2 separate regions of the Mus musculus genome follow, and region 1 is linked to region 2. The links are chromatin contacts, called in public Hi-C maps. All regions are on one chromosome and are shown on one strand. The core of a region is the stretch at or near the end of the contact, and the rest is flanking DNA. Distances in the headings are between cores, read along the strand shown. Region 1 has its middle 29 kb from the start of Rps18-ps4. Region 2 overlaps Lncenc1 (long non-coding RNA, embryonic stem cells expressed 1).

Evidence for each region. A called contact is a pair of places that touch in the nucleus more often than the background predicts.
Region 1: a Hi-C map of the G1E-ER4 cell line shows a contact between it and region 2, with 2.5 times the contacts expected there. The contact joins two enhancer-like sites. A contact is called at or near these places in 1 of 15 datasets of contacts at CTCF or cohesin (the G1E-ER4 cell line) and 2 of 484 Hi-C or Micro-C datasets (both in the G1E-ER4 cell line).

What each region holds. Positions count from the first base shown.
Region 1 is chr13:97,776,873-97,783,222 of GRCm38.p6, forward strand. No RefSeq gene overlaps it. Among named protein-coding and RNA genes, the nearest start is that of Rps18-ps4, 29 kb to the left of the region's middle. Within about 2 kb of position 1,884, at least 23 of the 459 cell types and tissues checked have an H3K27ac peak or open chromatin away from gene starts, as enhancers often do. A contact at or near this core is called in the G1E-ER4 cell line, where this site is marked.
Region 2 is chr13:97,457,269-97,463,571 of GRCm38.p6, forward strand. All of the region lies in intron 1 of Lncenc1 (long non-coding RNA, embryonic stem cells expressed 1), which reads left to right. It also overlaps the pseudogene Gm8756. Among named protein-coding and RNA genes, the nearest start is that of Lncenc1, 25 kb to the left of the region's middle. Within about 2 kb of position 4,948, at least 28 of the 459 cell types and tissues checked have an H3K27ac peak or open chromatin away from gene starts, as enhancers often do. A contact at or near this core is called in the G1E-ER4 cell line, where this site is marked.

The sequences.
Region 1 (6,350 bases), core at 634-3,133, 320 kb after region 2:
ACCTTGGCCAGGCAGAAAGCCATTGGAAAGGGTCCAGGTCAAAACAAGAATGTGGCTGAGGGAGACGCCAACTCTGTGGGAGACTGCAGCTGCAAGTGGCAAAGGCCAAGGTGGGGTGGCTGGGGTCAGGGCTGTGGGAAACAGACACCCCAGGAGTCTGCGTGTGGGTAGCAGAGGCAGTCACAGATGCGAGGGTGCCACTCTTCTGAAAATCCCCTATGTATTTGAGGAGCATGAAGTACCTGAGGTGAGGTTTCAGACTATGGGCAGTAATTGTGGTATCATTTCATTTGAGTCCAAAAACTGGTGTGCTGAGGGTATCTGAGATATAAATAAAACCCATGGATTACAGAGTGGTTAAAAAGCAGCTGTTTGCTTACTTTATATGCGCTTATATACATGTGTGTATGTGGAAATATAAACAGCATGGCCCAACAGAGTACATTTGCAATTAATTTTAAATTACTAAGTACTAATGAATGATTTTAAGATGCTTGCACACAATTTGTTCTCAAGCATTTTCATATTTGAACTCCCCCCCCCAATCTTATTTACATTGCTCCTTTGCTTAGCAAATATTGTCTAGCTAATGTCATGTTTGTAAGTGCTCCCGGCTTGGGCAACTGCAGAGGCTGGAACCCTGCTCCCACGTAAACACAGACACCTGGAGTCCAGAAGAACAGGGTCAGGCAGCTTCATGGAGGTCAGTTTCTTAGAAGGGACAGGATGTCCACTGTCTTAATTGGAGTTCTCAAAAGAAACAGAATCAGCTGGGAACTCTAAACACGCATAAACACACACATGTACATGCACACATTCATATATGTATAGTCTACTCACTATGTCAGAGAGAGACAGAGACAGAAAGAAAGAAATTTCCCAAGATCAATGTCATCCAAGGCCTTACATCTCCTCAGTAGAGAATTACTAGTTTAGATAATCGCTACTCAGGCGACAGAAGTAGCTTCTGGATGCCTGGCACCACCTCTAGGCCAGCCTAGACATTCTGAATAGTAATCTGTGTTCTACCAGGGTCCCCATGTGACTTGTTGACATACCAGGCTCTGAGGACATTTGACTCTGATGGCCTGCTTAACCACAATACTGTTAAACTTCTATCATGAACAAAACACTATATAGTCCACTCTGGGGGACAACTGAGAAATAAAATAGACAGAATTCTGGGTCTCACTGGTACTCTCAAGTCTATGCTTATTCAGCTAAGCTAAATGATGTATTATTGTGTGACTGTTCCCACACACATACATGCTACTAAATAATATGTGGTCAAAAGTATCCTTATTTACATGTTTGCATGTTCATAACATAATCTTTGCAAGTGAAAAAGCACATTCCAAAATGGTGTATACTAGATAAGGTAATCTGTTTGGCAGACACAAAATAATTGAAACGGTGTGCGTGTAAGTAGTATCTGCATATATAAGCCAGAAAAATTTTAGAATCTCTCAGGAAAGGGGATTATGGGTAATCTTTATCTTTTCTCTTAAAAGATTTTCATCCAATCTTTTACAATAAGCACATGCTATTTTAATAATTAGAAAAGGCAAGAATCTTTTTTTTTCTTTTGCAAAAGATGACCTTACCGGCTGTATCTGTTCCTCTTCATCGTCTGTTCTTGCAATAAGGAGATCCAAGGTTCGTAAACCATGTCTACACAATTCCTCATCTGGCTAAAATTCATGTGTTCCCTTGTCTGGAGGCAGGATCAGGACTAAAGGCAGATGTGATTCAAGTACCTGTGTTAGAGGCCTTTATAGCCTCTGAGGCTGGGGGCTGAGGGGAAGACAGAACACCAAGTCTATGGTCAGATTCAGCTCCAGCTGAGGAAGCAGACAGCAGACCATGACTCAACTATCCCATATCCGCTTCCTCCCAGCCAGATGGCTGGGCTGCAGTTCCCAGACATCTCCATGGCGCAGTTCGATCCTAGGACTGATGAAATGTTAGCAGAGGTGATGGGGGAGGCTCCTCCCTACTTGCCTCCCACTGTTCCCACTCTCCTCCCTATGGTGTCCATAGGGCCCTGGAGACAGATAACAGAGCCACAGGAAGGAAGCCCCTGAGCTCTGCCTCACATGAGTTAGAGCAGGCTGCCTTTTGGGAACATATTTTGGGTGAGATATAAGCAAGAAACACTAGATCGTGATCACACTTGAGCCATGAAAACTTGGGTGTGGGAAGCTGTTGGTTACAGAACATTTGCACCGGGTTTTGAGCAAAGTACTGCTGGTGTGCCAAGATAAGAGAAGCAGAAGAGAATTCATTGCAGTGTATCAGAGGCTGGGTAGGGTTGCTCTTAAGGAAGATGAGTTTGACCAATGGAACTGAACTACGGTTAGCTTTATTCTCATATCCAAGCATTTGGGAACACTTACCAAAGGGGATCTGCATGGTGGCAGTCAAACATTTGATACAAATAGGTGGTTTCCTTTCATAGCCTTATGTATCAGTTAATTTCTTACTTGCTGTGGTAAAACAAATGCCTGACAAAGCAATTTAGGGATGGAATGGTTTATTTGGGTTCACAATTTGAAGATCCAGGTCACTGGGTCAGGAAAGTTGTGGAGACTTTGAAGAGCATGAGGCAGTTTGTCACTGTGTGTCTGCAGTCTAGAAGCAGGGAGAGACGAATGGCAATACCCACCTTGCTATCTCCTTTGTACTTGGCCTGGGGTCTCAGACCACAGAATGGTGTCCCACATAGCCTTGGTGAGTCCTTCCACCTACAAACACAAAGTATGTCCACAGCACAGCCTGGTTTCCTAGGTAATTCTAGATCTTATCAAATTGACGGTATTAACCAGCAGACTAGGAGGCAAGATGCATGAGACATGATTATCTTAACCAGTGAAGAATGAACTCAGAACAATTCTTCTCCAGCAAGCTGGACTGCAGCAGGACTCCAAGATCCCAGTCACTCAAAACAGCAACCCTGTCGGATTAGTGGCAGTTGTGTGTAAAGGCCATCATGTCGTCCCATTAGAGTGCCTGGAGTTTCTTGCTTGCTTGAACATAACTGCTCTTCTGCTCAAAATTACATTAAGATGAAACTTGGCACTGGATTTGTCAGCCAGATGTGAAATTTTATTGTCAAACAAATAAGCCAAAAGAAAGAGTGAAAAATGTTTCATGGATCCCCAGTTGTTGTGATGGGGTGTTTGTTCACTGAAAAATTGAGCTAGGAGATTAAAGCTTCAACTTAAATTATAAAATTTTGCAAACAGTTACTATTTTTAAAATATGACCGTATGTATATATTCAAGAGGCTTTGAAATAATAGCTACTAACAAAAGAAAAGGACCACGCACGTTAATAAACTATTTGGGTGGGCCTGAGAATATTCTCTTTCCTTCTCACTACACTGAAGCCTTGATGCTGAATAACAAACCCCGACCTACAAATAATGTCTCTCTTTGTCATGAATTTATTTCAGACTCTTTTCCTAGGCAAGCAAGAGGCACAATCTGGAAGATATCTTAACAACCAACACTTCCTGTTGGATGTCAGAAATGACTGTTACTGTAAAAAAAAAAAAAAAAAAAGTGGTCGCTTCTCTGCTAACACTTTGAATAAAGGCATGTTTGACCAACCCGAGGCACGGTGTTCCCAGGGATGAACCAGGGAATCGAGGAATTTGGAGACAAAGACTACCTGGTCAGGGTCAGAGAAACTGCAGGCTGTCCAACACCTTCAGTAAGTTAGTATCATAGAAGGGAGGAGCAGGGTAGGCATGGACAATGTCATAGACACAAGAAGGATGACAATGAGAAAAGTCTGGCAAGCTATCAAAAGGCACAGAGCATGAGTGAAGTACCGATCCCTTCTGGAACACGAGCAAGCATGGTGCTATTGAGGCAGCCTGACTCCTCCAGGGGGCCAATCCATGCCCAATGCAGACAGACCACCAGGGGAGCAGGGACCACCCCTGGAGGACCCCTAAGCTGGTGGGTAACTCTGGAGCCCAGAGGTAGCACTCTCTGTGGCCATAGCTCCTTTTATTGCCTGAGGGACACAATGATATTTATACCTCATTCAAGGAGTCTGTGGGGCTTAATAAGTTCAAGTGCATAGGCACCAAGAAGCTTGGAGAAAAGACTAGAATTATATTATTCCTGGCTGCGAGTGTTCCCTTTAAAATGTCTCCTAATTACAGTACCACCCTTGTAGATGCAGGCCACAGCGAGGTCCCAGGCTGTATTGTAAACGTATTCCCACCTAATAAACTTCTTTTCTTGGCATTTTTCTCCCTGAAGCTTGCTCTTTTATCCCGCAGCTTTCTCAACCCAGGCCTGCCCACTTCAGGAGATGTCTCCAAGGGTTGAAACTGAATGAAGACCAGTGAAACTGTAGGTCTAATCCCTCTGTGTCACAATTAGAGGTGGAGCCTCAGGAGACTGATGTCCCACATGTTCAGCTGCTAAGGGAACTCACTGGGCTACCTGCTTGGCTCTGAGGCTCAGCCACTTTGTAGTTTATCTGACTCGTTCAAGATGTCAAGATACCACTCTTTGTTCTTCTTTCTCTTTCTTGTCTGTCTCTCTGTCTCTATCTCTCTCTCTCTCCCTCTCACACACACATGCACACAGACATTCACACTCAAATATACACTCAGACTCAGTCACACACACAGACACATCCACACTATACACATACTCACACAAATACACTCACTGACACACATATATACACACACACACATTTACACTCATACACACAGACACATTCACACACACACATACTCTCACATATGCGCACCCACATGCTCGCACGTGCACTCACACACAAACACTCACACACATACACACACTCACACACACACTCATACACACATGCATGCATACACCACACACTCACACTGTGAGTTAAGCTTCCTCAGTTGTAAGCAGCCTGAGTGTGTTTACCGCTCCTATCCTTAGTCTCACTATTGGCTAGAGCTCATCCACTTGAAAACTCAAGACCTCTTCTTGTCATCAAAATGTTAGTGCTTAGTTATTTTAAGATGAAATGCCTCGGTGACTCATAGTGGAAAGGAATTTCATGTTCCAGGTGCTCTGCTACCTGAGCATACGTGAGAGTGTCTGCACCCATTCAGGCTTCATCTCGAAAATTTTTGGAGTGGGGGTGGGTGGGTGAGTGGGAGGGAGAGACAGACAAAGAGAGAGAGACAGAGAGTAAGAACATTCACCTATCGTGAAGGAGCTCTACCATAAGACTTAGATAGTTTTAGGAGCAGGCTGAGCCATTGACTCTGGGACCACTCCCCTGAGCTTATCACAGAAACCCAGCCCCCCTGATGATCTCCTCCGGACTGGATGCTTGGGGATAACTGACAGCTACCCTCCCTGTCTTCCCGGAAGACATTCCTGAGAGCTGCCGCAGAGCGCTCTCCTGAAGAAGTTTGTGTGTTCTTGTGCTGGAGGTGGAGAAGGGGAGTGGTGGCTTTGTTTTAGGCAAGATACTCAGAAGAGCGTGTATATGGAAGCAAAACCAAAGGTCTGGGGGTTTTCACATTAACCGTATCTCATTTGTGGTTGCTGGTTAATCTGGGAAAGCATGGAGCATGCAAATTTTCAATACGTATAGAAAAATGCCAGGGGGAGGGGGTGCCTGCCTGCGATCCTGCAGAAAAGGGTCCCTGGAGTAGGCTGTGCTGGTAGTTTTGCTGAACTGGTGAGTACTGGATTCAGCAAAAGACCCCTACTTCAAAAAATAAGGGGGAAAGGGATAGGAAAAAGATGCCCAACATTGACCTTTGAACTCCACCTGCATACCAACACATGTGTGTAGTCACATGACCACTTAGGCTAGAAAGGAGAGAGAGAAAGAGAGCAATGAATAAAAAGAGAAAGTCCCACGCAAGCAGGTGGCAGACAACTGTAATTCCAGCATTCAAAAGGCTGAGACAGGAGGATTACAAGTCTAAGACCAGTCTAAATTACCCAGAGCATTGAAGACCAGCTTGGGCTACTGTCTTTTTAAGACCCTGTCTCAAAGAACTAAGAGAAAGAGCCCATCACTTAAGAAGTTATTTTCCTGTAGAACATGTGACACAACATATAAATCCCCATTGGCATAATACCTTGGAAGCATGAAAAATAGAAAGCAACTTTACTTCTATTTTCCATGGTTACTGTTTCATGGCTACTTTCATGCCTATGACAGCATCATCATAGTGACAAATATTTTTGTCCATCTTTTGTGATACTACACAGCACGTAGTAGGTATGAATCAAAGTCCAAATAGTCTTTATAGCTTTTAACAAATTTCCTGGGATCCTGTACCAATCAATGTTTTAGGGGGCTACATAGGTATATATTCCCCCATGTTA
Region 2 (6,303 bases), core at 3,698-6,197:
TGTTCAAAAACAGACATATGTTGACACAGAGATGGAAAAACTATACTGTGAAAACTGGAACTCCTCCACTTTTTATATATTCTATAGCAAGGACCTTTAGACTGTGACCGTCCCTTGTCACCCCTACTTTATCTTTCTTGTCCCGTATTGTTACAATTCTGTGCTAAAGCCAGAAAAGCCATTCAGGGAGATGAGTCGAGGGAGGTTCTATGTCGCCCAGCTTTGAGAGAACTGAGTGAGCTTTTCCAACAAAAGGATGAAGGATGTTGCGATGCCTGTCATGCTTGTGTGCATGTCTGCCTATCTTTCCTTACCTGAACGGGATCAGATGCCATAAAAAACCGGAAACTTTGACATGTGATCACATTAATTTTTAACTGTGATCTCTTGGCATTAGAGACCAAATCACTGAAGAGAGATACAGCTTAATAGTCTGTTTCCTGGGAGGAGAGAAGAGACTTGTAAAAGAGAGAAAGCAATGCAGGTTAAGGCAGGGACGGCAGGTAGAGGGCTTTTCTTACTCCATCCTGTTCTTGGGGTGTCAGGTCACCTGGCTGCCTGGCTAGAAAGAAGGGCATAATTCAAACAGAAGCAAGGACCAGACAGACAGAAGGCAGTGGGAAGCTATCAGGAGCAGGTGAAGACCAGAGCCCTGTATTGTTATTATTTTTTTGTGTGTGTGGGAGCAGAAAACTTTATTGATGGTATTCAAGAGAGTAGGGAGGGCTCCTTAGGCCCTTCCTGTTATGGGTGTCTGGGGTGGAAATTGTGAGGGAGATGCTCAGTGTTGGGGGCCCGAGTTGGGATAGGGTCTCCTCAGCAACTTAGGGCCTCTCTCTTGGTCTCAGTGTCCTTGCTAGGGTAGGTGGTCCAGGGTTTCTTACTCCATGGAGGCCATGTAGGCCATGAGGTCCACCACCCTGTTGTTGTAGTCGTATTCATTGTCATACCAGGAAATGAGCTTGACAAAGTTGTCATTGAGAGCAATGCCAGCCCCGGCATCGAAGGTGGAAGAGTGGGAGTTGCTGCTGAAGTCGCAGGAGACAACCTGGTCCTCAGTGTAGCCCAAGATGCCCTTCAGTGGGTCCTCAGATGCCTTCTTCACCACCTTCTTGATGTCATCATACTTGGCAGGTTTCTCCAGGCGGCATGTCAGATCCACGAAGGACACATTGGGGGTAGGAACACGGAAGGCCATGCCAGTGAGCTTCCCGTTCAGCTCTGGGATGACCTTGCCCACAGCCTTGGCAGCACCAGTGGATGCAGGGATGATGTTCTGGGCAGTCCCACGACCATCACGCCACAGCTTTCCAGAGGGGCCATCCACAGTCTTCTGAGTGGCAGTGATGGCATGGACCATGGTCATGAGCCCTTCCACGATGCCAAAGTTGTCATGGATGACCTTGGCCAGGGGGGCTAAGCATTGGTGGTGCAGGATGCATTGCTGACAATCTTGAGTGAGTTGTCATATTTCTCGTAGTTCACACCCATCACAAACATGGGGGCATCGGCAGAAGGGGCAGAAATGATGACCCTTTTGGCCCCACCCTTCAAGTGGGCCCTGGCCTTCTCCATGATGGTGAAGACACCAGTAGACTCCACCACATACTCAGCACCGGCCTCACCCCATTTGATGTTATCGGGATCTTGCTCCTGGAAGATGGTGATGGACTTCCCGTTGATGACAAGCTTCCCATTCTCGGCCTTGACTGTGCTGTTGAATTTGCCGTGGGTGAAGTCATCCTGGAACACGTAGACCATGTAGTTGAGGTCAATGAAGGGGTCCTTGATGGCTACATGGTCCACCTGAACCCAGCTTTTCTGTATGTGTGTCTTTCATCTCGCTGTGCCTCGTTGTCCAAGTCAGGTCGAAGTTGTGCAGATAGATCTTGGTAGGACACAGAAGAAAAGGAGAAAAAATCTTGTTTGTAAAATAAACCATCTGTATGAAGTCTGTGTCTTTTGAGCTAGTGTTCCTGTGATTCCTGCTTTCCAGGGACCGACATTTCAAAGAATAGCAACCACCACCACTGCAAAGATGCAAGAGGAAGGTCCGCCCCCAGTGAGTGTGGGCTCCTCGTTACCAACATCATCGTGTACAGAGAAAACCCATGTAGAGCAAAATTAAGCTGTTTTTAAAAGCCCCTTGGCTTTGTCTAAATGCATTGCTTAACACAGACACAATTGTGTGTGCTCTCTTGCTTCTAGAGGGTGTTCCATTTTGTTTGAAATCTACTCATTCTCTGACTGGCCAGAGAAACCTCTTGCAGCTTGTGAAGTTATTCCCATCTAACACTGTTAGCGTAGTGTCTCTGATTAGTCCAGATGATTAAAAAGAATCTGGATTAAATCCCCAAAGAACCTGAACAGCAGAGCAAGTTGGATTGTATCCTGCCTTCATGTCTATGCAGCAACTCAACCAACAGTGATAAGACGTGGGCAACAGAAGGTCTGTAGGGAGCTGGAATGATCATTGGTCGAAAGTCACCATTGGATGCTTACATTCGGAAGTCTGGAAGAAGAATCTGCTACATGGCCAAATTCTATACAGATAATTAGATTGCCATGAGCATGCCAGTACTAGGACTGAGTCAGACTGCTACTTAGCTGTCTTCTGGCAAGTCCTAGGTAAAGCCTGACCCACCCCTGTAATCTTCAAGACATAGCTATCGTTTTTTATTAAGCCCTTTGGAGGATCTTCAGAGTCTGGGACCTTATTCTCTCTCTCTCTCTCTCTCTCTCTCTCTCTCTCTCTCTCTCTCTCTCCCCCTCCCCCTCCCTGTCACCCTCCCCCTCCCCCTCCCCTCTCTCTCCATGGACCATAAGATCATAACTTGTTTACTTTTTTGTGAAAATCAGCCCTCCTTTTTTTTAATCCCCCCTCCCAGGGTTTGTGGAATGGGCCTTGGCCTTACCTGTCTCTTTTGTTCCTTGAAAGGTAAACATTTATCCTTTGTCCTTTACTGGCTTTGAAACAGATGGCAACAGAATTAATAACTGTGGAAAAATGAAATGTGTCATTTTGTACTTTTTCATGAGTTCCTTTCTGTTCTCCATGCAGTAGTTTTGTGGGTAGGCTCTCTTGTGTCTCTAAGTGTCCCCTTCCCCGTGATCTCAGCCTGTCCCTTGAGCTTTCCTGCCTCTTTCTACAGAACCTCGGCACATAGGCAAATCAGGCAAAGTAGTGACCAATGTCTGCCAAAGCTGGAGCTATGATCATGTTCACATGGGTTGAGTGTGGGACACAGGTCCCAGTACACAGAAGCACTTGTTGAAACACTTAGTGTAGGAGTTGGATGTAGCAGTAGCTTCTGCTTCCCTGCCTTAAGCTCTAGGAATGAGCTGAGCTACCAACCCCCACCCAGATTCCCTCGGATCCGTGGATGAAACACACACGCGCACACACACACACACACACACACACACACACACACACACACACACACACAGACACACACACACACACACAGACACACACACACAGACACACACACACACACACACACACACACACACACACAAATCACAAATTTAATTTTTAACCTGCCTTATGGCCCAATTGCTGGATGTTTCTAATCTGCCTAGGGAAATGGCCTATGGCCACTCAGCCAGAGATCTCACATGGCTGGTTACCCTTTCTTTCTCCCTCAGAATCATGGTGAAAATCCTCTCTCCCCTGCATTTGCTAGCTTGCCTGCAGGGACCCGGAAGTCATGCCTATTCCACCCAGCTCAATGGCCTCTTGCATCTTTCTTGATAGATCAAGAACCAATTGGGGAGCAAGACCTTAGCATCAGAACCACCTCCAACAGTTGGACAGAGAGCTCAGTGGTTAATGGCACACATTGTCCTGGCAGAGGACCGAGTTCTGCGCCCAACACGCTTATCAGGATGCTCATAGCTGTCTGTAGCTCTGGTTTCAGGAGGTTTGATACCCCATGTTCTCCTCATACATAGACATGTGTAGGTTCCCGTAAATAAAGAAACAAAAAGAAATACCTAGTATAGAATCTTGCTATGCTTGTGTCTTTCTCCGGGGACTGGAACGCAAAGCCCCATGACCTGAAATGGACAAGTTGCCATGTTGCTGGGTGTACACACTTGCAGCTATCTTGGAGTGACTGTGCATTGGTATTCAGGATAGCCAATGTGCTTTCCTCCCTTCTAAGGAGCTCCTTCCCAGAGGCTCATCAGTTCTCTGCTGAGTGTGACCAGACTACACAGCCTCTGGGAGTAGGTAAAATGTGGGCTTGTTCCTAGGAAGATGCTTGACTCTCAAGAGAACTTGCAGCAAGCTCAACATGGCAATTCAGTCTCCGAGAGAGCAGATCCCCAAAGGGGAAGGTGGAGAGTCAGGCTGAATCCGATCTCCTGGCTCAGCCACCCTCGCTGGCTCCTGGCTGTGAAACAGTGAAATCGTCCCACTGGTTCTTTGCTTTTCATTTGGTTGCTAAGCATGGGGCTCACCAAACCCTCTTTCTGCATCAGAAATAATATGACTGAGGTTTTGTGTCTTGACTGTCTGTGAAGGCCTATCATAGGAGTCACATACGTCTAGTACTAGAGACCCTTGGATGGGTTGCCTATGGCCCTTGTCACAATGCAGACATGACTGCAGGGCATTTCCCCCATAGTTTAACAGAACAATTTATCAATTACTAGGTAGTCATATATAAATTCAGAATTTAGTGGGATCTAAATGAATTTTAGATGAATTTCCTCACTTTTAATTTTCACATTAAGTCGGTATATGGTAAATCTTAATGGGACTATTATTCAGAATAGAGCAGATTTTTATTTTTCTGTACCTATAAAAGTATAATGCACTTTGGAAAAAACATCTCTGTAGAGAAAAAGGAAAACCAAACTGCAGATGTCATGAGTGTGTTAGACAAAGATAAGAACCAAATTTGCAGGAAGTAAAACATTTACTTTGTCAGCTGCTAAGTGTTTGGCTTTGAATGCAGCGTTATCAGTTATCCACAGAACTCGGTGCTGTAACTATGAGCCTCTTTGTTACTGTATTTTTTCCTAACTCTGCTTCTCCCAATTTCATCCCATCTTGATTGCATTTCTCTGAGTCTTCAGACATCTCAGAGATCCTGTGATGCTGTCTCCAATGGTGGCAGGAGGTGTTCATAGCAGGTTCCTTGCAGTTAACTGTTGAGTCCTGCCTCAAAGTGAGTCAGTTTATGAGTTCGAGTTTGTAAAGTACTCAGAGATCCTCATGTGAAATGCAAGATCCGAGTACGCTGGGTTCTTGCTTCCTCTTATTCATCTTTTGTCAAGTGCCTGGTACCACAACAATATTCACTGAGTAAATAATAAGCCGAATGAAACACACTTCCGTCTCCATTTTAATAATGTACTATTCATACTTTTTTTTTTTCTGGAACAAAGAATCATTGTGGGAAGTTGCTCTGCCAATATTAGCCTGATATCTTATTGCAAGCGGAATGAAGAGATAAAATGGCAAGGCCCAGGAACACTGATAAAGTCTCCTTTCAAACAAAAGCGAATAGGGTAACAACACAAACGACAGAAAGCCAAGATCCTGCTTGGTGCCATTAAAGGAACGTGAATGTATGCGCTCGGTTATTCCAATACTTGCCCTGGTTATAAACTGCTGAGATGCCCAGAGGAAAATCATAATTATAGTTTCCTGAGCAATTCTCTGTTGTTTTTGGAAAGCTATTGTTCTCTGGTTGTGATCGCAGCCTTAGGAGAGGCTGACAGAGATGTTTAACAGAGAGCAGAACCATTGCCAGCCATTTCCAGTGGGAATTGAGCTACCAAATATTTTTCTCAAATTATAGAAAATTGCCATTTGTAGAGTCCACACAGCATTTAACTTCTTAATTTAGGATTAGACATCTGTAACTTATTGTTAGGACATCCGGAGGGTTTGCAAAACTCTGCAATATGAATATATCTTTCAGTTTTGTCTTATAGCATCTCTGAAGAAAATTGCCTTGGTCCTGTCTATAAAGAGTTGCTGATGGCCGAAAGAACCACTCTGTAATTTTACAGCTGAAAAGATGAGGTCTTCCCCAGGGCAGTGTTGACATGTTTTCGCCCAAATTTGCCACCACTTGACCAGGGACCCTGACAGTGGTTAGCCTTCGGGCTGCTGCCACAATTCCAACTGGATCTAGCAGAGCAGAGAGGAACTCCTCTCTCATGCCTCCATCTTAGCTGAAGACCAGGCAGAATAGCAATGAAACTTTTGGAAGCCAGGATTCCCATTGCTCCTTTCTCTCTTTCTATTAACACTCAGGTGGCATGGGTGAGTTGATTTTAAAT